Linked DNA regions of Mus musculus: region 1 is linked to region 2. The links are chromatin contacts, called in public HiChIP or PLAC-seq maps. All regions are on one chromosome and are shown on one strand. Each heading gives the region's core, a stretch centred on a gene start, on an enhancer-like site or on the middle of the called end of the contact. The rest is flanking DNA. Distances are from core to core; before and after follow the strand shown.

Region 1 (5,996 bases), core at 1,054-3,553, 740 kb before region 2:
ATGTGCACACATGAGTGCACACACACACACATCTTCCTGTAGTAAGTGTGCCCACGTGTATGCATGCATGCGTGTGTCTGTATGTGTGTGATCAAGAAAGGAGGCTATTAATCTGAAAGAGGTAAGAGGACTTCTGGGAGGACGTAAAGGAAAGAAGAGGGAAAGAAAGTAATTAAATTCTATTTTACTTTTAAAAGTATTTTTAAAATGAAAAATGATTTTATTCAGTTGTCATAATAGATTTAAAAATCTTTAAACAAGGTTTTGCTTTACTTCCATATCAAGAACAAATTTTGGCTATTACTACAGTCATTATAGTCATGCCAGTAGCTCAGATATATCAGATCCAAGCTTTCTGTCATTCTTGTGGTTTTTCTCTCCTGGTCACAGTATGGTTACAGAAACTCCAACCATCCCATATATATATATATATATATATATATATATATATATATATATATATATATCCCATATATATATATATATATATATATATATATATATATCCCATATATATATATATATATATGACAGGGGATCGTGGAATAGGAAAAGGACCTTGACAGCCATATCCTCTTGAGTCATGAAGGTATGAGCATCATTTTTTAACCTTTCATTCAAAATCAAATATAGGAAGGAGGCCTTTTTTTTTGCCTTTGCCCATTCCCCTTATAGGCAGATGTCCAATGATGCATGCCTTCCCATAGAAGCAAATAAAGCTGGGGGTTAGAAGTCAAATTTGTGTGTATTCTACATTAGTTTGCATTGCATCTTGGATGGTTCGGTAATGACTGTGTTCACCCTGGAAAGGCTGAGTCCCAGATAGCTGCTCAGTCCATGAGTCTAGGTGTTTCACCAGTCTGAGTCAGGCACTAAAAGCTTAGCGATTCCTGAGGAGCCTTGGTCTTCAATCCAAGGAAAACTGCTGAAGAATCTGGGTGCTGTTGTCAGCAAGGAATGGTGACAGCAGCTTCAGAAGCAGCAGCAGCAAAACCCCAACAGAGTAGATGACCTTGTCACCACAATGCAAAGGCAAACAAGGCAAAAGGAAAACCTTTTTGTTCTCTTTCTCTCACTTCCTTTTATCCAGACATGGATACTGGGTACCACCACCCAACGTTTAGAGTGGATCTTCCTACTTCAACTAAACTGATTAAGAAAATCCTTTACAAGTGTGCCCAGAGGCTGAAATCCAGATCCTGTCAAGCTGACAACCAAGATTCACCATCCTTGTGTGTAAAGATCTGACTCTTGAAAGAATGGATTTTTTTTTTATGAAAGATTTTAATAATCCGGCTAGCATTGCCCCTCTACATTGTTAGGAAAGTACTGGACCAAAGTCATACCCTGGCTTCTCTGCTAAAACCAGGTATTATGTCAGGGGGATCAGAAGCCTCCTCAACAATACCAGCTCTCAGCCAGTATGCCACCGGACATAGACAACTGGCACTGCCAGAGCCCAGTTCAATGCCTGACATGCTGGGCAGAGGGTTGTTTCCTTCTGATTCCCTGATCTATTTTGTTTTGTTTTGTTTTCATATTCTATGTGAATAGCTGATTCTTTGTCTCTGCTTCCCTATGTGACGCCATTTTTATATTAGTGTGTGTGTGTGTGTGTGTGTGTGTGTGTGTGTGTGCACTCATGCATGTACTCCTGCAATTACTCTTTGCCATTTGATGACTACTTTCCTACTTTCTTGCCTTTCCAAATTTTAGGTGATAGGCTAGGCTCCTTCAGGCATGATTCAGACACTCTAAATTAAGTGCCACAATAGAGAGTAATAGCCTGGGCACAGGCAGGAGGAAACAGGTGTCAGCTGAACAACCTGTCCATCATTCTAACCCTTCCCCAGCTCTCTGCCTGTGCAGCTGGTTCCCACTTTCTTCCTTGCCTGGAGGGTAGGGGGAGTCAGGGCTCTACAGACTTTAGAAAGGACAGGGCTGGTTGCTGTTCTATTGTAGACTTTTGTGGAACTCCCCAGAGCGGTGGCTGGTAATCTTTTGTTTATATTTGTAAAGTAAGTGAATTTGACATGGAAGTCACCAAGGGAAAGTATATTTGGAACACTGAAATGCCACATTGCAGTCACATTTCTAATCGTGACTGCCCTTTTGAAACCCACACAAAACCAATGCCTCTACACCTCTGCTTTCTTGCCACCCTGTGGCTCTCTTTGCAATCCCACAGTGTGACAAGAACATGATTTCATTTCACGTCAGACTTGACACCAGCTAAACACGAACACAGGGGTTTCTATGTTTCTGTAAACTCTCTGTTTAAGGAGCTACAGACAGAGCAAGGGAAATAGAGACTTGGGTTCTAGCCAAAGAGCTCTGTGCTGACCTGCTGAATGGGTTGCTGCTTCCAGTCTTTAAGGGAAGAGGGAAGGCATATTTAACAAAACAAAAGTGCAGTGGTGCATGGCAGTGTGCCCCTGGGGAGCTATCAACACTGCGCAGGCAAAGTGGAAATTTCTCCCACACAGCTAGCTTACTTTCAGGCTTAGAACTCCTTCTTAGCCTTCTGGCCTTTCCTCAGCCATCTCTCTTTCTCTCAGCCTTACAGCTCAGCTAATGGATTCAAGTGCATGATTAATTTTAATGTCACGTGTACAATCAACTCTCCTCTGGTGATGGTATCTGCATTTTAGAACTACCTCCTAGAAGATCCCTGGAGTCATGGAAGACACAAGGAAGGGCTCCTGGAAGGACAGACTGTAAGTTTGAAAAGTAGGCAGGGAGAGGAGTTTTGAGAGGAACCAGTTGAACTCATTTGCACACCTATGACAAAAAGAAATCTTGTTCTGCCTGAAAATTATAAAATAGGGTGATCCGACGTTGGCTAAGCTCTGGTGGCTATTTACGCTATACCTGTCATTTTATAACTTAAATCCTGTGTTGCCCAATCAACAAGGTCCCATGCAAGCATGGGAAATTTGAGGTGATTTATTCAAGAGAACTGTCCAGAATGGCTGATGTGCCCTCTATTCTTCTAGTCACTATTTGTCCAAAAAGAGCTTTCAGAAAAGGACTTGTTAATATATGTGTAACTTATTTTGGCTGTCCATGGAGATACAAATCTTCCTCATTTCCCCACCTCTATTCAGGACATAGCATATAATAAGAATTATTGACAGCATTATACTGCTTGTCCCAGATTGGATACTTTAATATAGGTGCTGTTGTAATCTTCTTTGTTAACTGACTCCAAGGAGTACAGACTGATTTATGAAACTATTTGAATCCTCACTCCTCATCACATATACATATCCTATATATGTAATTAACACACACTATATATATATATACTATATGAATATATATGTATATATATTATATGAATGTAATACCTCACACTCATTACACTCACTGAGGGTGGAGGGTCAGTTCAAAGTCAGAACTTCAATTAAATGATGAGTTGAAGTCCAGTCTAGGATATATGAAACTTTGTTTCAAGAAATAAAGCAGAAAATAAACAAAACATGATAAGTGAAATGAAATTTCTATTTAATCCAAAACTTTAAACCTGAAGGTTCAGGTCAGTTAGCAGAGCACATGCCTAGCATGCAGGCATCCTTGACTGTCATCCCCAAGACCACAAAAGAAGTAGTGGTACTTCAGCGTTTAGAAGGTGGAGAGAGGACCTCAACAGCTCAAGGACTGCACTACTTAACAAGTTTACAGCCATATTGGAACCATTCTAAAAAAAGAAAAAAAAAATCAAACAGTCAAAATGGCAAGCAAACAGAAAAGAAATGATAAAACAAAACATGACAATAGAAAGAAAGAAACAAAAGCCCAAGCTCTTTCATGTTCCTCCTAGGCTGCTCCTTTGGTCTATCAGTTGGGTGATCCCTGTACATCGTGGGAGCCGTGCCACCTTCTCCTGCTAACAGGGTTTTAAATACTTTGAGCTGGAGCATAAGGACTGGAGAAGCTGAAATCCAAGTATGTCCTGTGACAGACCAGGCTCTGGACACTCTCAGCCTGCCAAATAGCTTTCCTCAGAGAAGGGAGGTACCTTTTCCCGGCCCCAAGGGTGGATCTGCATCTAGCTGCTTATTGCAATTATGAATTTTAAGCACAAAGTGCAAGAAGGGTCAAAGTCCTCCAGGCTATCTTAGGACTCTGTTATAAATCCAGAACATGAAGTGATGCCTGGTGGTGTCTTCACTTTGTTCTCCTAAGTGACATTCCTAGTCAAACTATATAATGAGAGACGCAGGGGAAGACATCTCATTTGTTGAATAGTGAAATGAAAAGAAAAAAAGAATGTCCAAGAACTTAGGTAAGATGGCAGTTTTTTTCAAACTATGAAGCCTGAGTTCTATCTGCAAACCCGATCATCAGTGTCCAAGGAAGTCGAGCCCATTCCTTTCTTTCTTTTTCGTTTTTTTTCCTTTTTTTTTTTTTTTTTTTTGAGGCAGGGTTTCTCTGTATATTCCTGGTTGACCTGGAACTCACTTTGTAGACCAGGCTGGCCTCTAACTCAGAAATCTACCTGCCTCTGCCTCCCGAGTGCTAAGATTAAAGACGTGCGCCCATACCTGACTCCCATTTCTTTAGGACTTTCATGAGACACTAGGGAGATGGCTTGAGAAAGGATTCAGGAAAAGGGGGCAAAGATCTATGAAAATAAAGCAGACACACCAAAAGTGACAGAGAGAAATCACACACGATAACCAAGGAGGGAACACTGTTAAGGCCACATTTCAAGGCCAGCTTGAAGGTCATTTGCAGACTAGTTCCTGTCAAAATCTCAAATGGCAGAATTAAAGGTAATGCTATATCATTGGTAATTCTATTATTATTCATTCAATTGTGCATTCACAAATTATACTTCAATATTTAGAAGTCTGATTCAAACTTAGCCTTTAAAAAAATCACCATGGAGACCGTAGCTGACTAACAATTCTGTCTCCACTGGGAAGGCCCTCCTACACAGGCCTTTAAATGCTGGCTAAGACATCTTCCCATCAGAAAGAAAATCAGTCTGGATTCATGCACCTAGTCTTAATGGAACGAAATTTCTCTAAAAGGTTAATTTCTGCCTTCAGCAATGCCTTCATAATGGGCTATTATGCAGAAAACAGTGGTGGAATGTGGAGCAGGCTATAGTTGATGTCACTATAAAGTGATTTTTGAAAAATAAATACAACACTCAGGACTGAACCACAAGAAACAGTCCCTTCCCTGCCTCCTGGGGCTGACTGCATGTGACCTCATTGTTTGCCTCCTAAGTCTCATGACTTGATTTATTCTGGGGGATTCTTTCCTAACCATTGCCTGGCCCCCAATTCCAGGAAAATCCACATTGCCATGAAGGGACTGCAAGGAATTTTAGCCAGCTTTGAATTATGCACTGTCTGAACAGTTCTTTGCTAACACACTAATACACCATTCCCTCTTAGAAAGTGAAAGAACTGGACTGTTGGCTTTAATCAAGCAATTAACACCAGAGAGATATTCTGAACAGAAAACTCTCTCCCTCCCTGGCTTACCCACTCTCTCTTCTTTCCTTCCCTCTTCATTCTTTCCCTCTCTTCTCATCCTCTCTTCTTCTTCTTTCCTCTCTAACACCTTCTCCAAATCCCTCTCCCTCTCCTCCTCTCTCTCTGTATGTGCCAAGAGGGTTCACATATGTGCACAGGTGCTATGCACATGTGCATATGTGTGTACATGGCAGACATGGCAGAAGACAATCTCAGTTGTTATTTCTTTGATGCCATGCACCTTGATTTTGAGATAGACCCTCTGTGTGGCCTGGAAGTAGTCACATAGGTCAGGTTACCTGGCCAGCATGTATCACAGCACCTGGAACTTTTAATGTGGCTTCTGGTGATTGAACTTATGATCTGAGTCACATAACTGACTGCACCATCTCCTCCTCACTTCCTGTATTAGGAAATATTACGTGGTGTGTTTAAAGAAATTGATATAGAAAAGTGTCTAGGGGAAGTACAGAGAACGTTGCGGTATGTCTTGGGGGCCAAGAT
Region 2 (5,782 bases), core at 2,688-5,187:
GTTCAAGAATTAGCAATGAGGCCTCTGGATACTGCTCAGGGTTAGAGCCCTTGCCTAGAATGTACAAAGCCTGCATTCAGTCCCCAGCCAGCCCTGTGAACACAAAAGGCAAACTGTAAAATATAAGTGAGGCAACTAAAAAACAGAAATGTCTTAATGCAATCAAGAATGCCACTTCCTCTTTAGTGTGCTCAAATGGTACCAATCAAGTGTCTCTGAGGACACAGCAGGAAACACTCCCGGTGCAAAATGAATTGGTTGAACAAATTTCACCTCTTTGGCCTGGTCAAATGGCCCCAAGTGTTTGTTGTAAAGTGATTAGTATTGAAAAGAAGAAAATGGAGCGTGGAAGAGAAATAAAAAAGGTAAATAGATGCAGATTGGAGACGACGTTCTGAGCTTCAGCCTTAGGAAAGACAGAGCTAAGTCCTAACCAAGAGTGTCCAAATTGCCAACATGTGAGAGCCCAGCTCTACCTGTAATGGTCATTGACATGGTCACTGATGATGATTGATGGCAACTGCTCTTTTGCTTTGTGTGAGATAGTCCGGGTGAGAGCTGAGTAGAAGAGAAGCAAGCTTATGCATCTGAAAAGTGTGGCTCGTGCAATGAGCACAATACACAGAGGGTATCGAGGAGGGGTGTTAAAATGTACCTAGTCCAGGGCATTAACAACCACATGCACCATGCCCCTTGATAATGGGCCAAGTAGTAAGTAGGAGGTCAATGTCAGAAGACATCATTAGGTTAAAAGGTGAAGCTGGTAAAAAAGTCTCTGTAGGAGAACATATTGTTTTAAAGACTGAAAGCTAAATGGGGCTATCAGTGCATGTGTGGAGTCCAACTCATGGGAGTTTCCACACATGCAATAAGCACACATTTCCATGTAACAGGCTTAGCACATCATGGCCAATTTATGCAGCATTGTTCCATAACCCTTCTCAGGCTATTTCTTCATATAATACCGATCAGACATTACAGCATGGATTGGATAAACCTCACTATAAAGTGTAGGCTCTGCCTCCACTCACCTTTAGCTCCCTTTTACAACAGCAACTGGAGGCCGGGACCTGCTTGTTTGCTTTATGGCGGGATTCCAGACATTACTGACTAGTCAAGGAACTGCTTCTGAAGCTCTGCATATGTACTGGGAGCCCCTGACATACCAGGGCTTCATTTGCTGTGATATTTTTTTCACTGTGTCCCTCTCTTCAATATGCAACTGTAAGAATCGCCATCTCTTCCCTCTTCTGACCTTTTAGATATTTTTAGTACAGAATGGAGAAACAACAGCCAGTAATATAGAGGACAGACTGGGTGAGCATGCCACCTGGAATGTGAGTGCCTGGCACCAGCTATCAAGGGGGAAATTTCACAAGGACTGAGTGAGATTAGAGACTTGGGGGATCGTGAGCCTACAGAGCACAGGGAAGCCTGGAAAAACTGAAAGCACTGCTTGATCCAGAAAAGGCAGAATGAAAAATGCAGCTAGTTCATGACTGAGAAGCTCTGAACTCAGTAATGACAGAGAAAAACCAGGGGTGAGAGCAGACAGAAAATTAGATATTGGTTTGCAGCACAGGAGGATCACGTTAGTGTGTAGAGGAGAATGCTATTTTTAAAAGAATAGGAAATGTCTAGTGACGCGATGAGTGCAGACCAGCAGCACTCTCATCGGCTGCTTCATTGCCTCCACATGTACTTGTGGAGAGTAAATTTGGAAAGTTTCCAGAGAGGAGCAATGGGCACCAGAGACCGGCACCTGGGAAGATAACAGGGACCATGAGGCATATGAATGTGAGCAGACGATGGGTACATGGGATACTCATGTCTCCAGCGGGATGGTATTTAAATCTGCCCCAGTCAAGTGTAGCTGAGGAGTGTGTTACTTGAGTTGGAACCCAAATAACCTTATATTACACACCACACTTGGTGCAGATAAGTGCCAAACAAGGGAGTCACTATTCCCTTTGCCTGGGACATTTCCCCCCCCCCCTAAACTTGGTATCATGAGCTGTCTAATAATTTACATTTGGGTGTCACCCACTTTAGATCTCTAAATGATCTTCACCTTCCACCTACAGGTGTCGCTCTTCCTTTGTTGGTCTCACAGACCACCTAAAAAACTCTTTCTCATTGGATGGTTCATTTATTTAATGCCTGCCTTTTGCTAGGATGAGATCAGAAGTCTAATTGGCCATGTTCCTCACAGATTTCCAGTAACATTTAGTCCAGTGACAGCTCACACTCAGAAGAAGACAAAGAAACTACTTAAAGAAAAGAAAAAAACAGTATGCATTTGCCTGAACACATGAATCATGTGAACTTAGTGTACAAAAAATTCTAAGTGTTTCTATTCCATTTCATGTTTGTGTGTATGTTTATGTTTCTTTTATTTCTTTTGTTGTTGGTATTGTTTGAAACAGGGTTTCTTGGTGTAGCCCTGGCTGTCCTGGAACTTACTCTGTAGATCAAGCTGGCCTCAAACTCAGAGACCTGCCTGCCTCTGCCTCTGCCTCCTGAGTGCTATGCTTAAAGGCATGCACCACCACCATGCTGGATCATATGTTTCTTAAAAAAAAATATCAAGTTGATGATTTGTAATGTAAGATGATGGTTTAAAAGTTTCACAGCTTTAGGCTGGGATCTGTTATTCTGGAGCCCCATCCAATCACTATTCTCTTTGTCACTTCTAGTAATGTGCAGACAATAAACACATAATGATTGAATAAGTCAATGAATGAATGAATGAATGATTGAATGAACACATACTGATTGAATGAGAATAATGAGTGAAGGAAAAGGGATTTGAATCCAGAACACCTGCCATATTGAAACAAGAACCACATTGAAGTTGTTTTCCCGTTTTCCCTGCTCTGTTCAGGACAATCTCCAAGTCTTGGAGCATCACCCAGAAACCATCCACCTGCTGTGGAAATCCCCATGCTGGCTACCTGTGCAATGCTGAAGAGAGTCTCCATGCCTTGGGCTGCCAAGAAGGCCTCCCTGCCAGAGCGGAGGGCGACAATGTGCCTGAGGCAGAGCAGAAGCCCATGGCGGATCGTCACATAGGTATTGGTCACATCGCGGCTGTGCCAGTCCTGATGCAGCCTGAGCAAGCTGTTGACATAGCCTCTATTCACTGCCCTGCGGCAGTTAGACTCTGGAGACAAAGGGAAAAGGTCGTGTCAATCACAGCTCCGCAGGAAACAGTTGCGGGAGAATGCCACACTGTGTTGCTACATAATACTTACAATGGCAATAACAGTTCAGCATATAAAACTGGCAGGTGTTATTTATACAAAAATCAACATTTGTAGTAATAGGACATGGGGTTGTAACAAGCCCCCTTATATGATGACCTGAGAAGGACACAGCATCACTTCTGTAGTACTCCTGACAGATCACATGACCTTAATCTAAGCATTAGGAAAGCCAGCAAACTCATAGTGAGGTAAATGCTATAAGACATGTGACCTATATTGTTCACAAATGTCAGGATCATAAAAAGAGAAAAAAATAAAAGACTTGGAATGGCGACAGAAAAAGACTAAGAAGATCTGACACCTAAGAACAGTATGTAATTAAAATTCAAATAATAGGCCAATGTTTTTTTTTCCTTTTGCTAGAAAAAGCATCAGTGACCCAGGGGTTAAAATTCGGGTAAAGTGTGTAGATCACTTCATAATACCGTGTCAATGTTTATGCTATGTTGCTCTTTCTTTCTGACTGAAGCACTCCCTCTCCCTTTCCCATAAGACTCGAAGTTCTTGAAACTCACACTATTCACAAGACCCTTTCCCAAGGCTACAGAACAGTAAGTAACTGTAGTGATAGAGGAGAATCTGCAGGAGCCACCACCTGCAAGTTCTGAAGGGAACGGCTGCAAGTTTCATGAGTCATTGCTCAGACCACTTGATGCAGCTGTCTGAGTCACCCACATCCCAGGAACTAACCTTTCACCATGCTCCTACAAAGCAACCACAATAACCTCCATTGTATCACTAAGCCAGACTTAAATAGAATCTTTTCTCTGGTTTGTCATCAGTACCCTTTTCTGTGATGAATATATGTTTATTCATGTCTCCACAGGGAAAGTCACATAACACAATTGGCACTCAACATCTGCTTGACAGAGCCATAGATAATACTGAAAGACGCTGTTGAATGGATCGTGCTACTGGCATTAAGACATGCAACTGAGTCTGATATATCTGAGGGTGGGGCATCCTCAGGGACAGTCCCAATGCAGTGCAGCTACTTTCCTCCATGTAGTGTGGCTCCTTGCTAATAGTGGCTGTTGTATGCTCCCTGCTATGGATTAATAAAACATGTAACTGATGCCAAGGCATCTGAGGGGTGAATGGCCTTGGAGGAAATCACAGGGTAGTTGTCTTCCTCCAGGTGATACAAGATGGTTCATCTTGAGTCAGGCATGGGTTTGAACATGCACCTAGATGACTGCTAGAGCAGAGATACTTCAATACTGAAAGAGCTCCAAGGAGGGCCATGGTAGCCTCTATGGATGGTAAGACCTGGAAGTCCTCTACTGAAGGGAACCACATCTGAACTTTCTGCCTTCAGTGAACTTCGCTCATGTAATGGAGGAGTTGCGGTGGGAGAAAGACGTGTAGACCTTCCCCCAGCACTAGCGTGAAGAGTGGGAAAGCTAAGATGAGGTTGAGATACTTGCTTGTCATTATGGCTGATGGGGCACAGGAGAGAGAAATACACTTTAGACCTTGCTAATGAGCTCCTCCTGGCATCCCCAAGCATGGAACCCATGGGAAGAATCAGACAGCAAAAAGAAAAAAGAGTGAGGTCAAAGAGATAGAGAGTACTATTCCAGTCCAACCCTTGATACAGAGAAAATGGGATTCTTGACAATGCGTGCAGATGGGGGCTTTAAGAATGGAATCTTGACCCTCACGAGATCTTTCAAACACTGGACCACCAGACAGCATACACCAGCTGATTTGAGACCCCTTACACACATGCAGTAGAGGACTTCCAGGTCTGTGTTTATTTAGAGATGAAGCACCTAACCCTCAAGAGACTGGAAGCCCCAGGGTATTTAGAGGACAGGTGGGGTGGGGGTTGGGAGCATCCACCTGGAGATGGGGTGGGGTGGGGAGGAGGTGTGGGATGTGGAGCAGTCAGAGGATGGATGGGGAGGGGCAGGGAATAGAAAATGGAGTGTAAAAAATGAATTACAAATAAAATTAAATTTAGAAAAATGAATGGAAGCTTCCATAACCAGGAAGCATTCTATCTTTGAACTGTTAGAATTTGGAAATAATTTTAAGCAAGGCATGGACTAGTCCCTCACAGCCATGCTTGTGAAGCTCAGAGACATGGATGCAGACAGATCAGTCTAACTACTAAGCGGAGTAACTGAACAATGTATCTGCCCATCCGTCCTAGAGACGAGGACTTTATATGTCGTGATACAAGGGTTCCTCGTGGACAGGCTCATACACACCATTAGGGATACTTGATGATTACTGAGTGAAGTCCTCATGAATACCAAGAATGGAAAGAGGATGGACAGATGTTACTAAGGGAATTAGGTGACAGGTTCTATTCGATGCCCATTTCACTGCACTGGCAACTTTGTGTTCACTAAAGAGTTAAAAAAGAAATTACTTCCAAGGGGCCTCAAGACTAGTTTGGAGCTTTAGCGCCTCTGCAAAGTCCCACAAAGTAAGGCAAAATTGAAGGTTGGAGGGACTCTGACAAATCTTCATGCCTCAACCTGGCACGTAAGTCATGTTCATGAGGC

What was found. HiChIP or PLAC-seq counts read pairs in DNA pulled down with a chosen protein or histone mark.
Region 1: an H3K27ac HiChIP or PLAC-seq map of oligodendrocyte precursor cells shows a contact between it and region 2, with 7 times the contacts expected there. The contact joins two enhancer-like sites.

The regions. Positions count from the first base shown.
Region 1 is chr7:77,148,983-77,154,978 of GRCm38.p6, reverse strand. No RefSeq gene overlaps it. Among named protein-coding and RNA genes, the nearest start is that of Gm30774, 780 kb to the right of the region's middle. Within about 2 kb of position 2,303, at least 11 of the 459 cell types and tissues checked have an H3K27ac peak or open chromatin away from gene starts, as enhancers often do. A contact at or near this core is called in oligodendrocyte precursor cells, where this site is marked.
Region 2 is chr7:76,406,531-76,412,312 of GRCm38.p6, reverse strand. Agbl1 (ATP/GTP binding protein-like 1) reads right to left here. Exons shown (of 23, transcript NM_001199224.1): 7 at 2,955-3,163. Among named protein-coding and RNA genes, the nearest start is that of Gm30774, 41 kb to the right of the region's middle. Within about 2 kb of position 3,937, at least 34 of the 459 cell types and tissues checked have an H3K27ac peak or open chromatin away from gene starts, as enhancers often do. A contact at or near this core is called in oligodendrocyte precursor cells, where this site is marked.